Linked DNA regions of Ovis aries: region 1 is linked to region 2. The links are chromatin contacts, called in public Hi-C maps. All regions are on one chromosome and are shown on one strand. The core of a region is the stretch at or near the end of the contact, and the rest is flanking DNA. Distances in the headings are between cores, read along the strand shown. Region 1 overlaps ARHGAP28 (Rho GTPase activating protein 28). Region 2 has its middle 130 kb from the start of ARHGAP28.

The links. A called contact is a pair of places that touch in the nucleus more often than the background predicts.
Region 1: a Hi-C map of tail adipose tissue shows a contact between it and region 2, with 2.3 times the contacts expected there. The contact joins two enhancer-like sites. A contact is called at or near these places in 2 of 16 Hi-C or Micro-C datasets (skin fibroblasts and tail adipose tissue).

Annotation. Positions count from the first base shown.
Region 1 is chr23:40,287,663-40,294,126 of ARS-UI_Ramb_v3.0, forward strand. The region is part of intron 1 of ARHGAP28 (Rho GTPase activating protein 28); the gene reads left to right. LOC121817770 (a long non-coding RNA gene) reads right to left here. Exons shown (of 2, transcript XR_006057830.2): 2 at 5,351-6,464. Among named protein-coding and RNA genes, the nearest start is that of ARHGAP28, 11 kb to the left of the region's middle. Within about 2 kb of position 1,674, at least 16 of the 54 cell types and tissues checked have an H3K27ac peak or open chromatin away from gene starts, as enhancers often do. A contact at or near this core is called in tail adipose tissue, where this site is marked.
Region 2 is chr23:40,145,740-40,152,038 of ARS-UI_Ramb_v3.0, forward strand. No RefSeq gene overlaps it. Among named protein-coding and RNA genes, the nearest start is that of ARHGAP28, 130 kb to the right of the region's middle. Within about 2 kb of position 1,357, at least 5 of the 54 cell types and tissues checked have an H3K27ac peak or open chromatin away from gene starts, as enhancers often do. A contact at or near this core is called in tail adipose tissue, where this site is marked.

The DNA.
Region 1 (6,464 bases), core at 424-2,923, 140 kb after region 2:
GCAGTCTTATTTAGGTAACGGTATTTTAAAAATGGACAAAACGTATTATAGAAGTCAATTAGCTTGACCATGGAAGTGAGATCCAAGCAATTTTGAGTTATAGGAAATATTCCCAGGGCTCTTTTTTAGGCAGAAGGAAAAGAAGGCATTTTTTAAATCCTTTAACCTGTAGGTTCACGTTCTTAGAATTTTTTTCATTTTAGTTTTATCAATTATTTTCTCTAACTACTAAGACAGATTTCTATGGCTAAAAACGTATTTTTCATTTTGTTCTTTCCATGTGATCTATAACATACAGTTCTTAATGCAGGTCAAGAAACAAGGCTCCCTGAGAATTAATGGGGTTTTCCTTTTGTCTCTCCTGATATTCAGTCAGGTTTTCACTTTGTCTTGACTGAAACCAACCAAGGGATAAGCAGCTCCTGGACCACGCCTTTGTGCAGACCAGTTCTGTTGTAAATGTTGCTTGGAAACTTAGGATAAGTTGAGCTAGATTGTGCAGTCCAGTCTGGACTCCGGGCCATCCCTGGTCTCCTGTCTGCCTGAGCACAGCCTGTGTCCCTCGGTGACCCTGGAGCCACAGATGATGCTGAACCGAAATTGGGCTTCAAGGATTTCTGTTTAGAAAACAAACCCAGGGCTCATTGTAGTCTGGACTTGAATCTTCGGGAGAGGTCAGAGTCCACAGAGTGGCCTCCAGGCACTTGTGTTCATTTTCCAGGGGATTCATTTTGATCAGCTTTGTTTTTCAGAACACTGAAACTATTAAAGACTAGACCGTCATTTTAGTTATACATAAACAGTGTGGCTTGGGCTTCCCTGCCAACTGCCATGTCTTTAGAAGTGTTTTCTATTTTTAACCAGCCGAGTTGTTCAGAGCATATTACTAATAGGAACTGAGCATCATGAAAAAAAAGTAATGAGTGAGGACTAATCTCTGTGGTTCAGCTGGGGAGCAAAGAATGGAAAAGGGCCTTGTGGAATGCGTCAGGGGTCTGAGTTTGTCCTCCCGACCCCTGGTCACCCACTTGCATTACCGCGGCACCTACGCTGGCCCAAGGCGTGGACAAATGTGTTCTGGGAGCAGTCAGGCCAACAGCAAGGAAAACATGGAGGCGGGGGAAACCGGAGACCTGATGAGAGACCATTAAATGTCTAGAACTGGAGAAAAGGTGGTGACCGTTAAGAGAACGACATTTCCTTAGCTTCCTTTCAAACACTATTACGACTCCCCATGCTCGTTATCTCACCAGACGTAACTTGGAGAGTCTGGAAAACACACTCACTGTGACTTTTCATTGGCATCTTAAAGAAAAACATTTGCTGACCTCAGTGGAGCAGGCAATTAAATGGGAAAAGCGCTGACTGTTAAGTTTCCGCAGATTCTGTTTTGAAAGAACAGATGATGCCTGGCCCCTGTGATTTTTAACATACCACGACTTCACTTCTCTCCTCCTCACTTAGAAAGCTCAGTGATTACAAGGTCCACTTGGCAACTATTTTGGTAAAATCAAAATTGTGCTTAGTTGCAGAAAGCCCCATGCCAGAGGACTCCCCCCTCTTCAGTTGCTGGAAGCTGGTAATTGGAAAAAGCAGGCCACGCTCTGCTTATTTAAAGCTGTGTCATCCTTTGTGGGGCAGTGAGTCAACACCAGCTAAAACAACATGAGTCATTGTTTAGAAGAAGCCCAGGAGAAGCTGATTTCAATTATACAGTCCTAAATAGACACGATACTACTCTTATCTATACTCTAAAAAAGTTTTTATTGTGGAAGTTAAGGAACATTAGCACCCATTCTCTTTAGAGTTCATGGAAGTATTAATACAATACTTCGATACTCAGAGGACTTTTGAAGGGGGTCTTAAGAAGGAACTCTTCTTTCAGTTAATCTAAATTTTACACTGATTTCTTTTTTCTTCTGTCTCTTCCACTCTCCACCTCTACCTCTCCGCTCATACCCAGTTCAGACCATTATAGTTTTAATCTGGTTTCAGAGCTGTTGGGTTAAAATCCATAAATTCACAGTTGTGGTATTGTAACTGTTTGCTGCTTCTGTCCCAGGATCCCCCTGTGTCTTTATTTCTCTGGAGAGGAATGGATAGCTTTAAGGTACACCATGATTGTGGGGCAGAGAAACACTTTGGAAAGCTAATGCACTGATCCAAGTAAAGATGATGAGAGTCTAGATGAGGATACAGATAGAAGGGAATAATAAGGGAGCCTGTGGGGAAAACAGCAGTGAAGTTGGTGTGATTTGGTGATTAATGCATACAGGGAACCAGGAAAAACTCTTTTGAGTTTTTGTTTTGGAGTGTTATGAACTGAGGCTTCCCTTGTAGCTCAGCTGGTAAAGAGTCCGCCTGCAATGCACAGATCCCGGTTCGACTCCTGGGTTGGCAAGATCCACTGGAGGAGGGATAGGCTACCCACTCCAGTATTCTTGGGCTTCCCTGGTGGCTCAGCTGGTAAAGAATCTGCCTGCAGTGCGGGAAACCTGGGTTCCATCCCTGAGTTGGGAAGATCCCTTGGAGAAGGGAACAGCTACCCACTCCAGTATTCTGGCCTCGAGAATCCCATGGACTGTATAGTCCATGGGGTCTCAAAGAACTGAAATTGAGAATTCTAATGGATGAGCAGAAAGTGACCAGGGGAAATTTAGCCTGTGAAATTTGGAACTCAGCTGATGTACCCAGCTCAGTTCAGTTCAGTTCAGTCACTAAGTCATGTCCTGCTCTTTTTGACCCCATGAACTGTAGCACACCAGGCTTCCCTGTCCCTCACCATCTCCCAGTTTGTTCAAACTCAATGTCGATTGAGTCGGTGATGCCATCCAACCATCTTGTCCTCTGTCGTTCCCTTCTCCTCCTGCCTTTAATCTTTCCCGGCATCAGGGTCTTTTCCAGTGAGTCGGCTCTTCACATCCGGTACCCAGCTGATGGTTGGCTATACAAGTTGGAAACTTGGGCAGGAGATCAAGGCTGAGAGTTCTAAGCTATTTACTCACGGGAGACTTCAACATTTGAGAGACAGTTAAAACTGGGACTGGATGAGATCTGGCAGGAGATTATAGGGTCTCTGTAGAGAGAGCTGTGGAGCGAACGTGGAACCCAAGGAACAGCGCCAGGTGGAGTGAGGCAAAGCGTTGGGGGCCTCTGATGGAGACTCTTTGGGAACTTTCTGGAAGCCCAGGCATCAGACTCAGAGTGAGTGGACAGCTGTATCAGGTATCTAAATGATCAGTAAGGTCAAAACTAAACATTGTCCACAGGCTTTGTAGTGAAGATAACAATGGAGACCTTTGCTAGCCTGGGTCTGAGGGAAGTGAGAGGGGGAAGCCTATTTGCTGCAGGTTGGAGAGTGACTGAGGTCAGGAAGCAGAGGCAGCCAGGGGAACCTATTGTCAAAGCTTAGCTGTGGGAAGGTGGAAAGAGAGGAAGGCAGGAGCAAGAGCGGAGCTTTTAAAATGAACTGAACATTGGTCAGAAGTCAACAAAGAAACCTAGCACTTGTAAATTGTAAGACTTGAACACACTTGAGCTCCTGCTTATAATCCTGTGATAACATTTCTGCGTGGAGGATGAGCCTTTATCACTAGGCCCACAGTGGTGTGTCAGCGCTTCTGGGAAGGGAACATTGTTTACTTCATGGCTGACTCTTTCACTGCCTTCCCCCTCCCCCATTGAAGAGTCTTAACAAATTGCTGCTGAGTAAACCCTGAGGGGGCTGATCTGTGTAGATGTGGCCTCTCCTTGGGCCGAGGAGCTGTTAGGGAAGTCTTCCAAAATCTCAGCGTCGCTTCCTCTGTGAGGGCTGCCTCCTCCCCAAGTTGCTCACTCCACCTCTGTGCCTTCTCTGCCTCTATACTCCTCTTATTACGCTTATCCGCTACTTAATAGTAAGACTTATGTGGCTGACCTTTCCAAAGATGAGCAGGTTGTTGATGCCCTGGACCATGTCGTATTCATCTCCAGTCCCTGGCACATACATGCTTATTGAGTAAGTGAACAATTAATTCACTAAATAATAGGGAAGGTATTTTAAATATATGACCATATTTTCATAATTGGCTATAATTTTGAGCCTAGAAGTATTAGAAATGTTGGACTGGTGGTGTGTTGGAGAATATAGCATCCTGATTTTGCATATTACCTGCTTTCCCAGAATCGACTAAACTAGCCTTTGGTCATAGGATAACTGAGACTCTTTGGTGATATGCTATGAAGTAAAGATAGAAGTCAAAGCTGGCAAGAATTGTAAATGAACATGCCTTGACACATAAAACTGAGAGCAGCATGGATAATGAGAAGAAGGTAAATATAGCCTCCATTGTTTTAAAGATTAAATTTTGCTCAAGGGTCACTTTGCTTATTAAAACAAGAAGAATTTAAACTGATTTTTACAATAAAAGCGAAATTGAGCAACCTTCTACTGAGCCTCTGTGTGCCGTATACCCTATCAGGTTCTGGGGCTGCAAAAATGGTTACTAGTCTTTCTGTGAGAATAGATGGACTGTCATCTGGCATTTCAGTGGCATCCGAAGTACAGCTCGTTGAGGGTAGAAGTGATGTCTGTCTCTCTGTGTGTGTCCCAGCATTAGCCTCCAGGCCCCCCAGAGTGGACATTCAGTATTTGAATGGTGGGAAGAATGATAGAGGAAAATCGCATGAGATGCTCTGGGAAAGCAGAGAAGGTGTAACTAACACTTGGGGCTACATTGTGGAGGATAAGAAGGGATTAAGGAAGGCATCTGGGAGGGGTCATAGCTAGATTAAGTCTTAAAGAATGAGCCTGGATTAGCAGGAGGAAGGAGGCTGGGAAGAGTGTTTTGTCAGGAGAACCAGTTCTGCGGAAAAGGAGCGGCACACATAGCGGTGGTTGCTGGTGTGCTAGGGACCAGCCAGGGTTGGGAGGGACCACTCACTGCAGTCTGGGGAAAATGATGGACGCAGACTGAACTTGGTTACATGTCCAGTTTTCTCATTAGCGTAATGAAGGACTTCTACAGGCCGACCTCTAGGATCCCTCCTAACACAGAAATTCTCTTCTTCTCTATAGTTAATTTGGAAAAGAAGGCAATCAGATAATCCTGGATTTTTAACAAAACATGGATTCCGACCTGTCCTCGTTTTGTAATAACATCTTTCCCCTTCTCCATTAACTCTGCTTATGTAGATGATCTCTTGGGTACTTCTGTGGTCTGTGCAGGAAGCAGGTATTGTTGTCTCATGTATACCTTTGATTACTCTTAACCAGAATTTGATTCATTTCAAAGAAGCTACCAAAGTTAGAATGACTTGTCAGTAAGGTCTTTGTCTTTCATATTTTCTTTGAAAAATACAGCTGGTCCAATAAGCAGAGCTGATTTTTATTTTTCATATGATATAAGTTGGTAGCCCAGTTAATAGCTTCCCTGGTGACTCAGACAGTAAAGAATCTGCCTGAAATGCAGGAGACCTGGGTTCAGTCCCTGGGTTGGGACGATCCCCTGGAGAAAGAAATGGAAACCCACTCCAGTATTCTTGCCTGGAAAACCCCATGGATAGAGGAGCCTGGCTACAGTCCATGGGGTCACAAAGAGTCGACCGCAACTAAGTGACTAAGACACACACTGCCCAGTTAATAGGGGTGTTAGGTACTGTTGAAGAGTGCCATGGCCTTTTATGGTTTTTTGTTCACATTTAAAACAGCATTGATTCATAACTTAATTTTTGAAAGATAAATTTTCTTAATATCATACTTCTAGTTATATTGGCACAAAATTAGAATAAATTTAATATAATTTAAATAAAGCAGAGATTTCCAAGAAATATGTGAGCATGTTCTGTGTTTTCTCCGTGTTTTTCAATAGTTCAGCAACACAAACACGCAATTGAAGGAGGAAAATACGTTTCAACTCTTTTCCTCATTTTCTGCTTTTGAGCTTTTGTGAAAGACCAGGTCCCCCAGTTGAGATATCTGAGGACTTATTGCTAGCACATGCCTGTGAGAGAGATGGGCATGGAGGCCAAGAACCACCCATCCCTGCCTTCTTCTTTCTCTCGTCACCTCAACCTCTCCTATGGCAAGAAATTAATATAATGGCAGTGATCCTAAAGATCTTCAAGATTTCTGAAGACACATCCTCAAAAAAGCTTTTATTTAGTGCTAATAGTCACTTGAAAGAAGTGAAAGTGTTAGTCACTCAATCGTGTCTGACTCTTTGCAACTTCATGGACTGTAGCTCACCAGGCTGTCTGTCCATAGAATTCTCTAGGCAAAAATCCTGGAGTGGGTAGCCACTCCAGTATTAAATGTACTTACGTGTTAAAGGTATTAATGTATTAAATGTACTTAATACATTTAAAAGTTGAGATATGCTCAATATACAGTTAAATTCACAGTTGATTCAGCTAGTTGACTTTTAACCCATGTAACTACCATCCAAAGTAAGATACAGAACATTTCCATCACTCTAAAAATGTCC
Region 2 (6,299 bases), core at 107-2,606:
TAAGTCCTGGTGACATTAGGCCCCTTGTACAAACAAGGAAATCCAGGTGAGTTAACCTGGTAACAAGTAACTTCACCAGAATTCCATCTTTAGTAAGTGGCAGAATTAGGTTTCAACCCAGAAACTCTGGTTCTAGTTGCCTGAATGTGTAAGCTACTATGAAAGTGAAAGTGTTAGTTGCTTAGTTGTGTCTGACTCTTTGTGACCCCATGGATTTTAGCCCGCCAGGCTCCTCTGTCCATGGAATTCTCCAGGCAAGAATACTGGAATGGGTTACCATTCCCTTCTCCAGGGGATCCTCTCAACCCAGGGATCAAATCCAGGTCTCCTGCATTGGAGGCAGATTCTTTACCATCTGAGACACCAGGGAAGGTCATATAGTATATCTCTATCAAGTACTATAGCGTATCATTTTTAAAGCTAGAAATCAGCATTTTATATTAGTACCTCTAAGCATTTATAATGTTTTCTGTAACATCAAGTATTAATATCTTGATGCTTATTTATAACAAGCATTATATATAAATAATAATTATAAATGCTTATTTGAGAAAAACCAGGGAAGAAAAAGATATACTTTTATTTTTCCACATTTTTGTGGAAACATTTTCATCAGCAGGTCACTGCAGGATCAGATATCAGCTTTGACGCTTAAAGACGAACAGAAGGTTTTCTGGTGTGTGTGTGTGTGTGTGTGTGTGTGTGTGTGTGTGTTCGCTCATGCAAGCTTCAAACAGAGATACAGCAGGAATAAAGACGCAGTTGTCCAGGAATAGAAAGGAAACCCAAGGAGAGAGGAGACCAGGGGCTTAGCTGTCAGTGTCACAGCCTCCGAGCCCTGCCCTACTGACCCCAAGCAGCCATTAAACATCCCCCATCCCTGGGAATGCCGCTCCTGGTCTGGCAATTGTGAAGGCCTGTCCAGCCTGTGGGGCAGAGATAAGCCTAAATCTAGCCTCTGATTCCGGACATGAGCCGAGGCTTCTATGGGTTGAAGAGATATGGTTTTCAGCTGCAGAGCCTCGAAGACTAAGAGTCTCTTGCTGTCATGTATTATCCAGATCAATTCGGTTGAAGTGTCCCTGTAAGTGAATGTAAATGGCAGTGGGAACTTGCTAACGGAGAAGTGAGCCACAAAACCTTGTGTTTCAGGCCAGAGACTAAGTCCTCACTAGGAGACGCTGTGTGTACAGGAAGAGGGGCTTTTCCCCGCCCTGTACCCCTCCCCCGCCCCCACAGGAAGATCTTTCTTCTGAGTGCTGCTCTGGGATGCTGCCCGAAACCGATGTCTCTTAAGAATTCTGTTGCCAGGTTGAGCAACAGCCAGGCTCCGTTTTGGAACTGGGTGAACCGGGCTAATAAAAAACAGGTCCTTCTCCTCCACCAGCCAGTTCTCCCGAGGCCAGGGGGAAACCCTGCCTTCAGGCTCCCACGCGCTGCCTGGCGACCGTCAGATGGTGCTTGGTTTGCCATCACTGGAAAAGCCTCCATGTCCGTATAAGCGAAAAAAGATGCCGTTGGCTTACAAATCGCTGCGCCGGTGATGTGTCGAGCGGATGGTTTTTAAAGGTTCCTCTCTCTGATGATTAATGCAGAATGATGTCCTGCTGACAAATTCAGAGGTTCTTGTGCCGACACTCAAGTGCAGCGCCTGGCCTTCGTGACCCGGCTGCTGGCAGGGTGTCCATCTCTGAGTGCAAAGAGAGAACCCTCTGAACTCATCCTGTGAACCTCTCTGTGGGCTTCAGAATCCCTGGGTCTGAACAGAAACGGTTCAGAACACCTTCCCTGGCTAGGCAACTCTTGCACGGCGGGCGGACGAAAGTTCCCAGTCCCGCTTCACAGATACCCGGAATTCACAAAACCCGAGGACTTCTCTCACTCAACTTTCAACTGAAAGTTCAAACACAAAACAACAGAGGCTCACAGAGCGATGGATCAGGACCCGGCACCAGAAGCAGATATGTGTCATGAATTCCTCCTGAAACTCCATCATTTGCAGACCTCTGAGAGCCCATGGGTCTGTTTTCCGTGGTTCATACTCGTTGACTTCACAGCATGAAGTCTCAGATTGTTCCAAGATGAATGAAGAGCTCAAATGGGCTGGCTTATGTGAACAGTTTATTCTAGATCCTTCTTTTTTTGTTTTTATTTTTTTGTATTTCTTCCTATTTTTTCCTCTCTAGCCTATCTACTAAAGGAAGCATGGAAAGAAAAAAGGCTGGTGGGAAAATCATATCAAGTGATAATGACACGTCCTGGTGGAAAAAGTTCTGGGGCAAACAGATTCAGGGTTTAACTGTTAAGCTAACACGAGATTACCTATCCTAACAAGATTTAAGCATCTTGTTTTTCTAAATGCTCTTTCATTGGTGTTAAAACAGGGGAAATATGACATCTAACCTTTTTTTCCTGAGAAAATAATCACCATCCTCCACACTTTGCCAACAAAAATCCTTTTTTTGTTTTTTCCATTTATTACAGGAGTTACAGTATCTGCAACTTGGGAAAACCACCACTCTAGCTGGGGTGTTTGGTTTCGTCTTTGGCCCTTGGCCTTTTTGTGCGTGAGAGATGTGTCCACATGTAAGTATGTGTATGTTCATGTGTGTTGTGTGTGTGTGTGTGTATGTGTGTTAATTTAAGCTGAGGACCCTGAGATATAAGAAATCATCGTTTGCAGGGAATGCATTCTTCATCTTTATTCTCCGAACCTTTCATAGTTTTGTGTTTTTCATTAATGACAGATATCATATGATATCACTTATATGTGGAATCTTAAAAATGGATTCATATGCACTTATGTAGAAACAGAAATAGATCCACAGACATAGAAAACAAACTCTGGTTTCCAACGTATAAGGGGAGGAGAGATAAATTAGAAGGCTGGGATTAACAAATACACACTGCTATATACAAAGTAGGTAAACAACAAGGACCTACTGTATAGCACAGGAAACTCTAGCTAATATCTTGTAAAAACAATAATGAAAGAAATCTGAAAAACATTATACATGTGTGTATATAACTAAATCACTTTGCTGTACTCTTAAAACTAACACAACATTGTAAATCAACTATGTGTGTGCTCAGGCACTCAGTTGTGTCCAACTCTTTGCAACTCCGTAGATTGTAGCCCACCAGGCTCCTCTGTCCATGGAGTTCTCCAGGCAAGAATACTGGAATGGGTTGCCATTTCCTTCTCCAGGAGATCTTTCATCAACTGTACTCCAATTAAATAATAAATAAATAATAAAGCATCAGCAATCTATTCTTTTTAGAAAATTGTTTGGATTTATTCACTGGAAGGTTGGATCTATTTAAAAAACCACCAAAACCATCCTGTATTTTCTGCAGTGGCTGATTGCTCTTTGTAGAGCCCTGTGGAATATTTTCATGCTATCACAGGGGAACAGCACATCTAGGGTGGATTCTGTTTTCTGTGCCTAAAAAATCTCTATCTCCTCTTGCCAGATGCAGGAACACAAATGAAGTTCCATGTCCTTCTGGTTGAACACTTAATGGAATTAAAAAATATATATGTATGACATTTGTGTATGGAAATAGACATATACACACAAACAAATGAATACAAGTAAAACTGAAGAAATCTAAGTGAGATCAGCAGATCGTAATCTGTTTCAGCTTCCTGGTTGTGATATTATGCCATTGTTTTATGAGATGTTGCCTTTGGGATAAACAGTAATAGTTACATGGGACCCCTCTGTATTTTCTTTTTTATAATTGAATGTGAATGTATATCTCAAAGTTTCACTAATTATAAAAAATTTAGAAAAGTAACAAGAGAAGAAATCCACATATTACTTTTAAAAGGCACTCAACATTTGTATTTTTAAAATAATTAAAAATATTTAAAAGCCAAAGTGGTCTTTTAAAAATCTTTATTTTATAAATTATTCGTTATAGCACCTAAAAAAATGTAGGAAAACAGACACAGTGTACTTCAGTTTGTTAGTTCAGAGCTTAAAATATTTTTTGGTTGATTAAACCAACAAACTAAATTCTAGTGAAAAATATGAAGGTAAGTTTTTAGTTGTTTTTGTGTAGTTTAATGCATTTTATTCTCATGGACAGCATCTAGGTAAAACTGAAAATTTTGTGACTTTGGATGGAAAACATGTTGAGATTAGATAAATGCATTTACCATAATTGCTTTTAAAAAGAGCCTTTCCTTTTTGCAAAAACAATGTTTGCTTTTCAGGAGTGAGAGGCAGTTTTTAAGAATAATTGTAATGCTTCAGAATAAAATGTGAGCTTGAGATGAAAAGCACAGTTACACATTTAACCATCTAACTGCGTTGGCTATTACAGAGGATGAAGAGTTTGAACTTTCCTGGTGGCTCAGACAATAACGTGTCTGCCCACAATGAGGGAGACCTGGGTTCAATCCTTGGGTTGGGAAGATCTCTGGAGAAGGAAATGGCAACCCACTCTAATATTCTTGCCTGGAAAATCCCATGGACAGAGGAGCCTGGTAGACTACAGTCCTTGGGGTCGCAGAGAGTTGGACACGACTGAGTGACCTCACTTTCACTTTCTTTCTTTATATAGATCTGTCTGTCAAACTCTTATCAGTTTACTTAGATGATACTTTAAAATTGCTTTATCTTGGGATAAAGGAATTATATATGTGTATGTATATACATATATACACACATATATTATTATGTAAGATGCACTTGAAAGAAAAAACAGAGAGATCCTATGAGACCCCTCTCTCAGTTTCCCCTAAGGGTGGCATTTTGCATAACAAAGAACAATGTCACAACTTTAAATGGACATTGATACAATCTGCTGACCTTATTGGCCGATGATGCTTTTTAAAACTAATAAAGCTGTAGTTTGAAGGTTACCAAGTTAGCAGATAACTATCAACATGCTTTCCAAAAGAACACCCCCTACACCTTCTTGCATTACCTATTTCTAGAGTTTGATTCTAATCTTACAGGTTCAGAGGTTTTTTTCCTTTTCTTAGTCTTGTTCTTCCTACCTTTGGCTTGTTCTCAGCTTAAAAAAAAAAAAAAAAGATCACAGGCCATTATAGAAACAAAAGACTTTAGATATTTTCTGATATTTGTTTATGCCAGTATCAAGCTGAGAGAGGGATTATTTGTAGTGACATTGTTAGAGACCAGACTTCACAGAAGAGGAATAATTAAATCCCTAGTGAAAGTTATTTTACCACCTAACAGCATCTCAAAGACTTGGGGATTTCTTAAATCCATCCTACAGGGCAGCAAATCTACACAGACAACCTGAACTTGAGATTTGATTCTGATGTGCTATTTTGTAGGGTTTGGAGAAAGCAGTAGTGTTGAAATAAAAGGGTTTCCCTTTAGAATGAATTGTTTTCCTTAAGAAAATGGCTTGGAGCAGAAGACTGGATTTCATTTCCATCCAATCCAGATTGGCCTCTAAGCTGCAGTCCCAGGTGATGGTGGCTCTCCACATGACCACCTGATCCCTCAATCAGAGAGAGCGTGGCACTTGACGGTGTTAAGTGGAAAAAACACTTACAAGAGGGGAAGGGACAGGGTGGAGAGGCAAGAAAGGGCTCACTGCAAGTGAGTGCAGTGGTAAACCTTGAAGGGTTTCAAGCAACAGATGATACAGTGACCTGGGTTGGGCTCATGATGAATGGGAGGGGGCAGGAGAAGCGAATGGACGGGGATGTCAGTCTGGAAGCAGTTGCAGCAGTCCAGCTGAGAGATGCTGGCTGGGTTGATGTGATGTCAGTGGAGGAGGGGGAGGAAAAGTGGACAAATCTGGGATACATGTTGGTGACCAAACCTCTTCGATGTGGTGACAGAATGATAGAATAATAGAAGATGATGTTAAAACATGTCTCTGGGTTTCTTATGAGAAGGATGGGGAAAAAAAAAAAATGAAGTGCCCTTAAAGGGACAGGAATAAAGACAAAAGGAAGGACTCATTCTGGTGGGAAAAATCAGAGTTCAGCTTTGCGATGCCCAAGGGAACTGCCCCGTGGAGTCGTCAAGTCCAAAGTTGTAGGAGAAGCAAGGAATGAAGTCCGTGTCAAAGAGGAAACTAGGGAGAGAGTGAGGGCTAGATTGCCACCTTACCCAAAGACAAGTCCCCTGTCATGGGTCTGGAGGGAAGGGGCGTGCCGAGTAGGGGTGGGGAAGAAGAGAGGGTACATAATGTCCTGACTTCTTTGTTCAAGGTAGGACAAAGCTGTCTCAGCTCCAGGGCTTCCTGTAGGAGAGACACTAACATCACAGTTCATCTCCTTCCTTTGCCCTGATCTTCCTTCACTC